Regions from separate parts of the Sus scrofa genome. Here all the other regions are linked to region 1. The links are chromatin contacts, called in public Hi-C maps. All regions are on one chromosome and are shown on one strand. The core of a region is the stretch at or near the end of the contact, and the rest is flanking DNA. Distances in the headings are between cores, read along the strand shown.

Region 1 (3,439 bases), core at 210-2,709:
AGCGCCCGACACTTCATCATCCCCGCTCTCGGGCGACGTCCCGGGCCCCGACTCAGCCCATCGGCTCCCGCCGCCGCCACCGCCCGCGGGGCCCGGCGCCTCCCGGCCCGGAGGCTCCGCCCGTCTCCCTCGGGCAGCCATTTTGTCGCCAGGTGCCGCGCAAAGGACTCCGGGAAGGCCGCTCCGACCCCGCGCTTGGCGCCCGACTTGCCTCGTCCCGAGCAATGCATGCTGGGAAGACCCGTCTAGTCCTCTAGCGTCCGCAGTGGGGGCGGGGCACGCGGGGCGGGGCGAAAGAGGAGTAAAGCTTGAAGCCGCGCACCAGCAGACAGATACATCGCCCTGCCTAGCGGATTATAGTAACCCAACTAAACTTCCGCGAGCGTTACGCAGACATGGTCTCCCCCGAAATAAGGCTATCGTCTAAGCCTACGGCGATAGCTGGCTCTCGGAGTGAGGTTCCCGCCTGGGACTTGGGGGCATATTCGCTTTTCTGGCACCAGAGAAAATCTCAACGTGGGGAAGGACTTCATCTGAGGCTGTGTGTTCAGCTGAATCTTCGGAACCTGGGTCCCTAACTAGATCTCGGGGGTACATCTAGTCTGGGCCCCCAGAATAGAAATGGAGGCGTCTCTGGGTTGGGTACCTGTCTTCTGAAATGGAGCTTTCATTTGGGAATAGAGACACCGCTTGCTCGAAGGAACTGGGGTCCTCATCTGAAAGTCAGGGTATTATTGTATGCGCTAGAGTACTTAGGTGAAGCCGCGGATATTTCTAGACTGCAGTCCCTATCTAAGGTAGAGTGTCCTCCAACGGCCTGGAACCGAGCATGTATTCCTGGGGCAGAGGTTCAAAAAGATAATTGGCTGAACTGCAGACTCCCCTCGAATAGGGAGCAAAGTGGAAGGAGGTTTTCGAGAACAGACCCCTTCTACGACAAAGAGCGAGGTTGCAAATGTTGGCCCTGCCCTGCGTGGGGCTCAGGGCTCAATGGACAAGGATCTGTGGCTTTCGCCCATAACTGGAGTTGTTCTGCCTCTAACCACTGGCACCCCGAGGACCTATCTCAAGATAGCTAATCGGTTCGTCTATGATTGGTTCGCGTCAGGAGCTCAATGGCTCCCAGCCAGTTGCCAGTTAGGTAACAGAAGAGACAGACCTGAGGCGGTGTTGGGACCAGATTTGGAAAATAGGGGGAAATGATCGACATGAAGTTGAGCCTATGGAGTCAGGTAGGAATGGACCTCGGATCAAACTTCTTGGAAAGGGCATGGACCGTGTGTTTGGCTGGTTGCTAAGGGGAGGTCGGCCGCTACAGGGACGTGAGAGTGATTGGTGAAAATAAGAAAAGATGAAGCCAATGGAAGGAGTGTGGCAAGACGTAGGGCCCAATCAGTGAAGGGGAGTGACCTGGAAGGTACCAATATGTTAATTAGGCAGGGGGAGTCTTTGAAAAAATATAGACAAGAGGTTGACAAGGTGAACCTTGGAAGGGGATAATATGGAAATATAGCTTCTATTATCACCTAAAAGTCAGATCATGAGAAAATTAATTCACGCTTCTAGCCGTGACGGGATATGATAGGAAATTTCCCCTGTAGGTGCTTTGCATAGTTCGCTCCGCTTGATCACGTGAGCCGGGTCCAAGATGGCGGCAGGGGTGGCCGGGTGGGGGGTTGAGGCAGAGGAGTTCGAGGATGCCCCTGATGTGGAGCCGCTGGAGCCCACGCTTAGCAACATCATCGAGCAGCGTAGCCTTAAGTGGATCTTCGTTGGGGGCAAGGGTGGCGTTGGCAAGACCACCTGCAGGTAAGGAGGCTGCGGCGGGGGCCGAGAAAACGGGTGGGATGTACCACCGGTTAAAGGGGAGGCTATGGGCCGGTCTTCCACAACCAACATGGCTAGAAGGCTGGCCCGGGGTCTTCAGGGTTGTACTCTCCGGAAATTACGTGGAGTAAGTGGAAGATACCTCCTGAATGTAGGTCCGCATCTTCTGAATCGTACAATCTGCTGGAGTTCAAGGGCTGAACCACATTTGATCCAGCGCACTGGGGGCCCGGAGCGCACTTAGATGTCTCAGTCAGCTGGACTGTACCAGATTGACCTCAGGGTAGGGCGAGGGGCACCAGGTGAACCCACTAGTCTGGTGAACCTTGCCATTATATGCCAACGTGGGAGTGGAGGTGGAAGGCTGGGAGAGGGCATATGATCAGGCTATCCCAGTCATCTGGGAGGAGGGAGAGGGGTCCCTCGGATAGAGTACCTGGGAAAAGTGAGTTGAACCATAGAGTTTAGCCGAAGACGCGAAGGATCCCTTAGCTTAGCGTTGTCGAAAGGGGCAGAGAGTCGAGCTATACTGGCTAGACAGCTGGACATGCCACTTTGCTAGTAAAGAAGTAAGCATCAGGCCAGACCGACATTCATTAGAACCTTGCTACTCTAACCAGCTAGAGGGGTCTGTGAGAGATGTCTGAGAAGGTCCCTCTACAAGGATTGAGGCTTGCTCCCACAGTTATCCATACTCTCCTCTCAAGGTCCTTGCTGATCCAGGTCCCCTGCTCCTGGGCCCCTTCATGTCCTCTTGCAGACCTAGGGAAAGCAGAGGCTGATTCTTCAATCCATACCTTTTGGCCTTTCCCTTGCCCAGCTGCAGCCTAGCAGTCCAGCTCTCCAAAGGGCGGGAGAGTGTTCTGATCATCTCTACAGACCCAGCCCACAACATCTCTGATGCATTTGACCAGAAGTTCTCCAAGGTGCCTACCAAGGTCAAAGGCTATGACAACCTCTTCGCCATGGTAAGTGTACCAGGATTCAGTCCTAACGCTCTGTCCCAACTCTGGCAAAGGCACCTTCAGGCTTTTCCCTTGTGAACAACATCCATCAGCAGTTACCATGTCCACCCATTCTCCATCCTCTGTCTCTCCACTTTCACCCCCTCAACATACCCATAGGGGAATGACTGAGGAATGCTTCTGGTGCAAAGGGAGACCAGAGTGACTGGAGCTTAATGAGTAAGGAGTCAGGAGAGAGACATCAGTGAGGGCTACATGGACCTTGTAGGCCCCTGGAAACAGGTCAGCTTTGATTCCAAGTTTAATGGGAAGCTCTTTGTTTTAAGCAGAGTAATGTCAATGCCAAATTAGTTTTTCAAAAAGTTCCTTGTAGGGAGTTCCCATTGCAGATTAAGAATCCAACTAGTATCCATGAAGATGTAAGTTTGATCCCTGGCCTCGCTCAGTGGGTTAAGGATTTGGTGTTGCTGTGAACTGTGATGTAGGTCACAGATGTGGCTCAGATCTGGCATTGCTGTGGCTCTGGCATAGGCCAGCAGCTGTAGCTCTGATTAGACCCCTAGCCTGGGAACCGCAATATGCTGCGGGTGTGGCCCTAAAAAGACAAAAAGACAAAAAAAAAAAAAAAAAAAAGAATGGAAACAGAA
Region 2 (3,336 bases), core at 681-3,180, 34 kb after region 1:
TAGTTACTCACATCCTGGGAGTACTCCACCAGGCTCTGTAAGATTGTCTTCAGATTGGTGACCTGGGGAGGGGCAAGGAGTTGTGTCCAGGGTCCCAAAGTCCCCCAGCCGGGGCCAGGCAGCCCCCCACCCAGAATCTGTCTACCCCATCCTTTTTTTCTGTGTCTCACCTCCTAATCCCTGGACTTCTCACTCTGTTTGGCCCCATTCTCTGAATGTCCCCTCTCTGAGGAGTGACCTGTCTGGCGGCCTACCCTTCTTATCCATGTTCCCATGTCTCCTGAATTCAATCACTTCTCACCATCTGCCCCACCACCCTTTGACCCTGGCCACCATCCCCTCTCACCCGGATTACTGCACCAGCCCCGACTCAGCTTCCGCTCTTGCTGCCTACCCTCTATTCCTCTACAAGCAGCCAGGGGGAGCTTTTTGAAGCCCAAGCCAGGTTTATGTCTTTCTGCTACTAAAATTCTTCCCTGACTTTACATACACTTAAAAATAGAATCTACCTCCCTGCCTAAGACTTCCAGGCCCCTGATGACCTCATCTACCATTCCTGCCCCCCTTGCTTTCTGTTCTGACCTCCCTTCCATTCCTTGACCACACCAAGCTTATTTGCAACTCAGGGCCTTTGCCGTTGCTGTTTGCTGTGTCTGAAATATCATTCCTCCAAATCTCACATGGAAATCAGCCCATCTGATCCCACCCACTCCCAGGTGCTCTCTCTCGGCCCAGTTTTTGTTATTGACATAAAATTGATTACCACCAGAAGTCAATGTTAATGTTTGTGTATGCAGGTTTGTACCTGTGTCATTTCTTGCTGCACACTCAGGCCTACTTAATATAAGAATAAAGGAACAGAATCATAGTTGGCTAATCACCACCATACATCTCTCCCTCTTCCTGTCCAGGTCTGTCTGTCCGTCACCAAGGACTTGTCTAACTGACCCTTCCCTGGTCATCTCTTCACCAGTCTGTCCCCCATTCATAAGTCCACCTGTCACCTTCAGCCTGCAGTTGGGACTTGGGTCGTCTGAGATGCCCTGGAGCCATGCCTCGTTGAACCAGGAAGGGTCTCTGGGGGCGAGAATGTGGGATGAGCTGCTGGGGGTCCCTTTTGGGACCCTCCCCCTCAGCCCCACTCACATCTGGTTCAGCACATGGGCTACTGCAAGGCCACTGCTCAGGTCCTGGGGGCTGGTACAGGGGGGCGGGACGTGGAACATCTGCAACTGGGTGGGGGAGAGGAAAGCGCAACAGGTAAAATCAGGGCCTGGGACCACGGAACCACACCCTTTTTGCAAACTTTTCAGTCCGTAGGAAACTCACAGGGTTGGGCAGGGGGTTGGCCTTTTGCTCCAGCAAGCAGCTCTGTGGGGGAGTGGTCTCTGCTCACCTGGAGGAACCGGAGGGGGCGTGGCCTCCCTGTACCTCTGCCCAACAAATCCCGCCGACCAGGCCAGGGCAGAACCACGAGTCACCTGGTTCCCACAGGCACCACATGACCAGGCCAGCTCACCTGTGCCCTCACCCCACATGACCCAGTCACGAAGGGGCGGGGCCTCACCTGTTCTTTCCACGCAAACCTGCTACGTGACAAGGCGGGTGCTCAGGCCAGAGTCCAACGGTCTGGCCGGCCGACGACCCCTTCCTCCTCCCAGTCCCAGTATGGAAGGGCGAATAGAGCCAAGGTCTGGGCTCCCGGGCGAGCAGAGCGGGCGTACACCTGTCCCTGGCACCTCCCCCAACCTACCCAGGTGAGCAGAGACCCGCATAGCTCGGCCTTATCCACGCTCATGACTCCTGATCGGATTCGACCCCGGCCGCGGAGCCCTGCCACGGCAGCCGCGTCCAGATCCGCCACCAGCTAGCGCTCGCAGCCCCGACCTCCCGCTCGGCCCAGAGCGCCGCCCCGCCCCCTAGGCGCAAGCCCCGCCCTATACACGTGATCTCCCGGCGCCCTTTCAGGCCTTCAGTCCCGCCATCTTGGATCCGGGAAGCAGTTGGAGGCCAGCCCTGCCGCTAGGGGTCAGTCTGGGCCAGCCTTGCGCATCCCTACGGTGGCCCCGTCGCCCCTCCTCCCCATTCTCTTTTGTGGGTAGCGGAGACCTCACCATTTTTCCTCTTCATCCGGGAGGAGCTGCTCCACCTTGTTATATACAGGCGCATTTTCGTCCCTGCCCCTCAGCTGAATGAAATCCTGTTGTCTAGCTACATTATGATTTGAGCCTTTATTTGAGCGGGAGAGGAGCACTTGGAGGGGGACACCAAGGTGGTCTTCCCGGTGGAAGTGACTTGATAGTCCCAAGTGGAGGGAAGGATGGATCAGCCAGACACATGTCCTGGGTAATGGAGAGATATATTTGCCTAGCTTAGACCCATCCTCCACTGAGCCCTTCACTGCATGCTCTCAGACGCGGCGCGGGAACCCTCCTGTCTCAGAAACCGCGACCAGGCCACCCTGTTCGCCACGGCCCACCAGGGGGCGCCCAGACCGCAGGAACGCCGCCTACGAGGAAAAGAATGGACCTGTTCTGAGACCCGGTCTGGGCAGTGGAGGGGGCTCACAGGAAAGTACAAACAATACTAGTTTACGATAAAATCGCAGTTGCCATTTATGGAATGCACACACTATGCAGTCTCTGCGCTAAGCGATTTAAATATATAGATGGTTGAAATCTCCACGACTCTAGGTGGCAAGTGCTCTTTTAATTCCCGGTTCGCAGGCGAGGAAACAGAGGTTCTGACTGGATCCGGTTTCAGGGAAGGGGTAAAGCCACGGCCCGCGCCCTCTGACGCCTAAGTTCTCCGGCAGCCCCTCCCCCGCGAGGCGGGCGAGGTAATGAGCGATAATTAGAGGTTATTAGTTGTACCCAGAGGGAGGGGGCGGGCTCTGATTTAGGGGTGGGTCAGGTCTGAGGGGAGGGGAGTTGCTCCCTCCAACCCAGAGTCTGGCTCCGGCAGGCCTGCCCCGAGTGGGTTGGGCAGGATGACCACAGCTCCCACCCACCCCCCAACCCCCGCAGCTGCATCGCAGGAATACCATCACTTTAGCACCAAACATCGGATTACTGCACACTCAGAAGCGCAACCGCACGCAGGCAGGGGCCTTGGAGGCTCGAGGCTCGTCTACACACTAACAACATCCCCTTCCCGAGTTGTTTTCAGCCTCCATCCCCTGGGAGCAGGGGAGGGAGAGTAGGGAGGAAGGGGACAAGGGCCGGCAGTGCCGGTTTCCGGACTGAGCTGCCTTCCGGCGGGCGTGGGAAAAACCGCCGCTTGTCCCCTATCCTGCACCCACCCACCAAGGAGAGGGAACTGCTTAAAGGGGAAAAT
Region 3 (3,151 bases), core at 273-2,772, 53 kb after region 1:
TTGATCCTGGGGAAAGGGGAGATAGGGCTGGGACCTCAGGAAGCCTGGCACAGCAGGGTCCTCACCCTGTGGGCCTGGGTGTGATAAGGACTGGAGAAAGGGTGCTGGAGGTGAGAGATAAGGGGCTTTAGAGCAAGGCCCTGGGAGCCCCACCCATCCCACCCTGAAGTGGGAGCAGGGGCTGTTTCCCACAGCTGGGAAGACTAAGCTAACACTCCAGCAAAGTGGCTTCACATGTGCTGGTGACCTCCAGCATCTTGGGGCCCAGCGCTTCACTCTCTCAAACTGGAGTTTCCACCTGGTTGAAGTAGTTCTTGGGAGGGAGGCCATGTGGCCCTGAGTTAGATAAAGCATCTGCAACTCACTGGGCTGCCATGCAACTAGTTTACAAATGCTAATGACTTTCATCATCCTTAAGGACTTGGGCATCACTATCTCCATTATTTTCAAGACAGGAAAGGGAGGCGCAGAGGCTGAACGTCTGCCAAGAGAACACAGAACTTGTACCCTATAGAGATAGTAGGTTTAGCTGCACCCTCCCCTCCTTGCTGGTCCCCACTCCTACCAAGCCAGGTGGGTGAACTGAGAGTCAACGGAGACGCCCAGCACCTCGCAGCCCAGCTGGTGGAACTCCTCAGCTCGATCGCTGAAAGCGATGATCTCCGTGGGGCACACAAAGGTGAAATCCAGCGGGTAGAAAAAGAGGACCAAGTACTTCCCTGGGGAATGGCGTCGAAACAGACAAGGAGTTAGGGCCCAGTGACTCTAATGATTGTGCCCTCACCCCGTCAGGGCCACCTCCACCCCGCCCTCACCTTTGTAGTCAGAAAGCTTCACCTCCTTGAAGGCGCCATTCACCACGGCAGTGGCCTGGAATTCCGGGGCGGGCTTTCCGATGTGCGCGTTGCCAGAGGCCATGACTGAAAGCTGAGACCCCCCCCGCCCCCCGCTCCGGGTGAGTACGCTGGGGAAGACCCTTTGTCCCCGCTTCCCAAGGTCACGCTGCGTACCGGGCCCAGTTACTGAGTCAGAGCGGCGGCGGCGGCAGCAGCAGCAATGCCCCGCACCCTCTCTGAGACCAGGTCTGCACTGGCCTGGAGAATGTGGGAGACCCGCCCCCTTACACAGCTAGAGCGTCCCGCGGCGGCCGCCCGACCCTCCCAACCCTCCCGTTAGCGCGTATGCCCGAGTGCTGGCGCGCAAACCCACGGTCCCAAGAGGGGACGCCGCGAGCTGGGGGCGGTGAGCCTGGGGATGCGGCCTGTACTCCAAGCTCTGGCCTCGGTTTTCCCCGAAAGGACAAAGGCAGCCACTACTGCGGGCGGAAAACAAAGGCGGCCAACTCAGGTCTGGATAGGGCCCGAGCTGCTCCAACCGGGCTCTCCCTGCAGCCCAATGCACTCCAAGTGTCCATACCTGCGTGGGCAAGGGCGGGACGCACCGACGAGAAGACTCAGGTACTTGCGTTCTCGGGGCCAAGCGCGCCCAGGCACGGGGAGCCTTTTATGCTCGGCCCGAACCATGACGCGCAGGGCGGAGGGGTGGGCGGACGAGCGGTCGGGTCCACTGCAAGCGCAAGAGAGGGGAAACGGAGCCGGCCGGGTCCACGTGCCCGCAAGCGGCGGGGGGAGACGCGCGGCCGCGGATCCCGACCTCTGCGCTAGCCCTCGAGGCTGGTGCCAGCGCCGCAGACTCCGCGCGGGGCTCCTCTTTGGAGCGCGCCGGCGTCGGTTGGAGTCCGGCATGGCCCGGAGCCGGGCGGCGCTACTGCTGACGCCTCTGATGCTCCTGCTGCTGGCGACCTTTGCACAGGTCACCCCCGACTACCAGTACTTCGGAGAGCAGGGCGAAGGGGACACCTGGGAGCAGCTGCAGCTGCAGCATCAGGAGAAAGGTAACCACAGGCCGCGGATGTGACAGTGCGGAAAAGTGCCTCATTGTCCCACCACTTCACCAGCTGGCTGCAAATAGACCCTCCTCCAGGGACTTCCAACCTCTGCCCACTTGCGCACTGGCGGCGCCCCTTGGGTTGGTTGGTTACTCTGACGTTCAGTTTACTTATCTGTAAATTGAGACTGAGACTGTCTTTAAGCAGCTTAACATGGGGAGAGAGGACGCGGGCAAGCAATAAATACCGAAGTAGACATAACCATAAACTCACAGGTAAGTGCTGGCAAGAGCAGAGATAGAGAAGGAAGGGCGCAGGTAAACTTCTGAAATCAGAAAAGGCCCGGCTGAATAAAGATAACCAATGCAGCCAGAATGACAAGCAAAAGCCAAAAATCGAAGATTTAGGGGGAAGAGTGGGCCAGGGAGTCCGATCAGCAACTGCCAACTCCAAAAGTTCTGACAAAGGAATGGAAAGAGGCCAGTACTGTCTTGGTGAGGGCATAAGGTGTCAAGACATTATGAGTTGTGCTAAGACCTGTCAAGAAAGGCTGTAGGGAGGAGTCAATAAACAGTTGTAAAGGGCATCTGATAAATGACGTGGCTGCTTTAAAAGTGGCCATAATAATTGTTTTTGTATTCCATGCTAGCACATCGCCAGGGGCTTTAAGTACCTTCATTATGCCAATCATGTAATTTAATTTACTACCTGGAAACCCTGTTGGTCATGTGACACTGTCCACTGGAGAAAGGCTCAGGTCACGCCCCTGAAAATGGGAGTCACCTTCAGATGGTGAAAACCAAGGGTATTGTACCACACTCCCATCTGAACAGGCAGGCACAGGTGGAAAGTGTCATTTTGCAGTCTCTCTGGGGCACTCCTCAGATGTGTGTTGGAAGGCTGGCTTGTTCTCTCTAGGTCTCAGTTTCTCAATCTGGGACTAGTGGGAAGATTAAAGGGGATAATCTGTGGTAGGGTACCTGGCACAGAAGAACGGCCCAGCAAACATGAACTGTTGTTATTTGTCAGTGTCTTTATCTTCCTCCCTTCCTAGGGGGGGATATGTTCCCCCCCTACCTGGTCCTCCATCCTTAGACTTGAAAGACTCCGTCCTTGGTCCGTGGGGAAAGTGGCGCTGTTTCTGCGACCTGGGCAAGCAGGAGCGCAGCCGCGAGGTGGTGGGCACAGCGCCCGGCCCGGTGTTCATGGACAGCGAGAATCTAGTGCAGGTGCGGCCCTGCAGGCAACGGGATTGTTCATCCT

Evidence for each region. Hi-C and Micro-C count contacts between places; a contact is called where the count stands out from the background.
Region 2: a contact with region 1 is called in a Hi-C map of liver, with 7 times the contacts expected there. The contact joins the promoter of HOOK2 here to the promoter of ASNA1 in region 1. A contact is called at or near these places in 1 of 5 promoter capture datasets (liver), 10 of 47 Hi-C or Micro-C datasets (embryonic fibroblasts, epiblast stem cells, fibroblasts and 3 more) and 2 of 2 datasets of contacts at active chromatin or transcription factors (alveolar macrophages and skeletal muscle).
Region 3: a contact with region 1 is called in a Hi-C map of liver, with 9 times the contacts expected there. The contact joins the promoter of PRDX2 here to the promoter of ASNA1 in region 1. A contact is called at or near these places in 1 of 5 promoter capture datasets (liver), 9 of 47 Hi-C or Micro-C datasets (embryonic fibroblasts, epiblast stem cells, heart right ventricle and 2 more) and 2 of 2 datasets of contacts at active chromatin or transcription factors (alveolar macrophages and skeletal muscle).

Annotation. Positions count from the first base shown.
Region 1 is chr2:66,259,155-66,262,593 of Sscrofa11.1, reverse strand. ASNA1 (ATPase ASNA1) reads left to right here and starts at 1,459. Exons shown (of 7, transcript XM_003123324.4): 1 at 1,459-1,809; 2 at 2,648-2,795. The coding sequence starts at 1,649. C2H19orf43 reads right to left here and starts at 208. Exons shown (of 3, transcript XM_003123323.4): 1 at 1-208. The coding sequence starts at 141.
Region 2 is chr2:66,226,156-66,229,491 of Sscrofa11.1, reverse strand. It overlaps HOOK2 (protein Hook homolog 2), which reads right to left and starts at 1,930. Exons shown (of 21, transcript XR_002341620.1): 1 at 1,754-1,930; 2 at 1,330-1,371; 3 at 1,147-1,232; 4 at 1,005-1,077; 5 at 12-62.
Region 3 is chr2:66,206,200-66,209,350 of Sscrofa11.1, reverse strand. PRDX2 (peroxiredoxin 2) reads right to left here and starts at 1,522. Exons shown (of 6, transcript NM_001244474.1): 1 at 1,417-1,522; 2 at 816-927; 3 at 566-719; 4 at 1-6. The coding sequence starts at 918. It also overlaps a transcript of RNASEH2A not described here.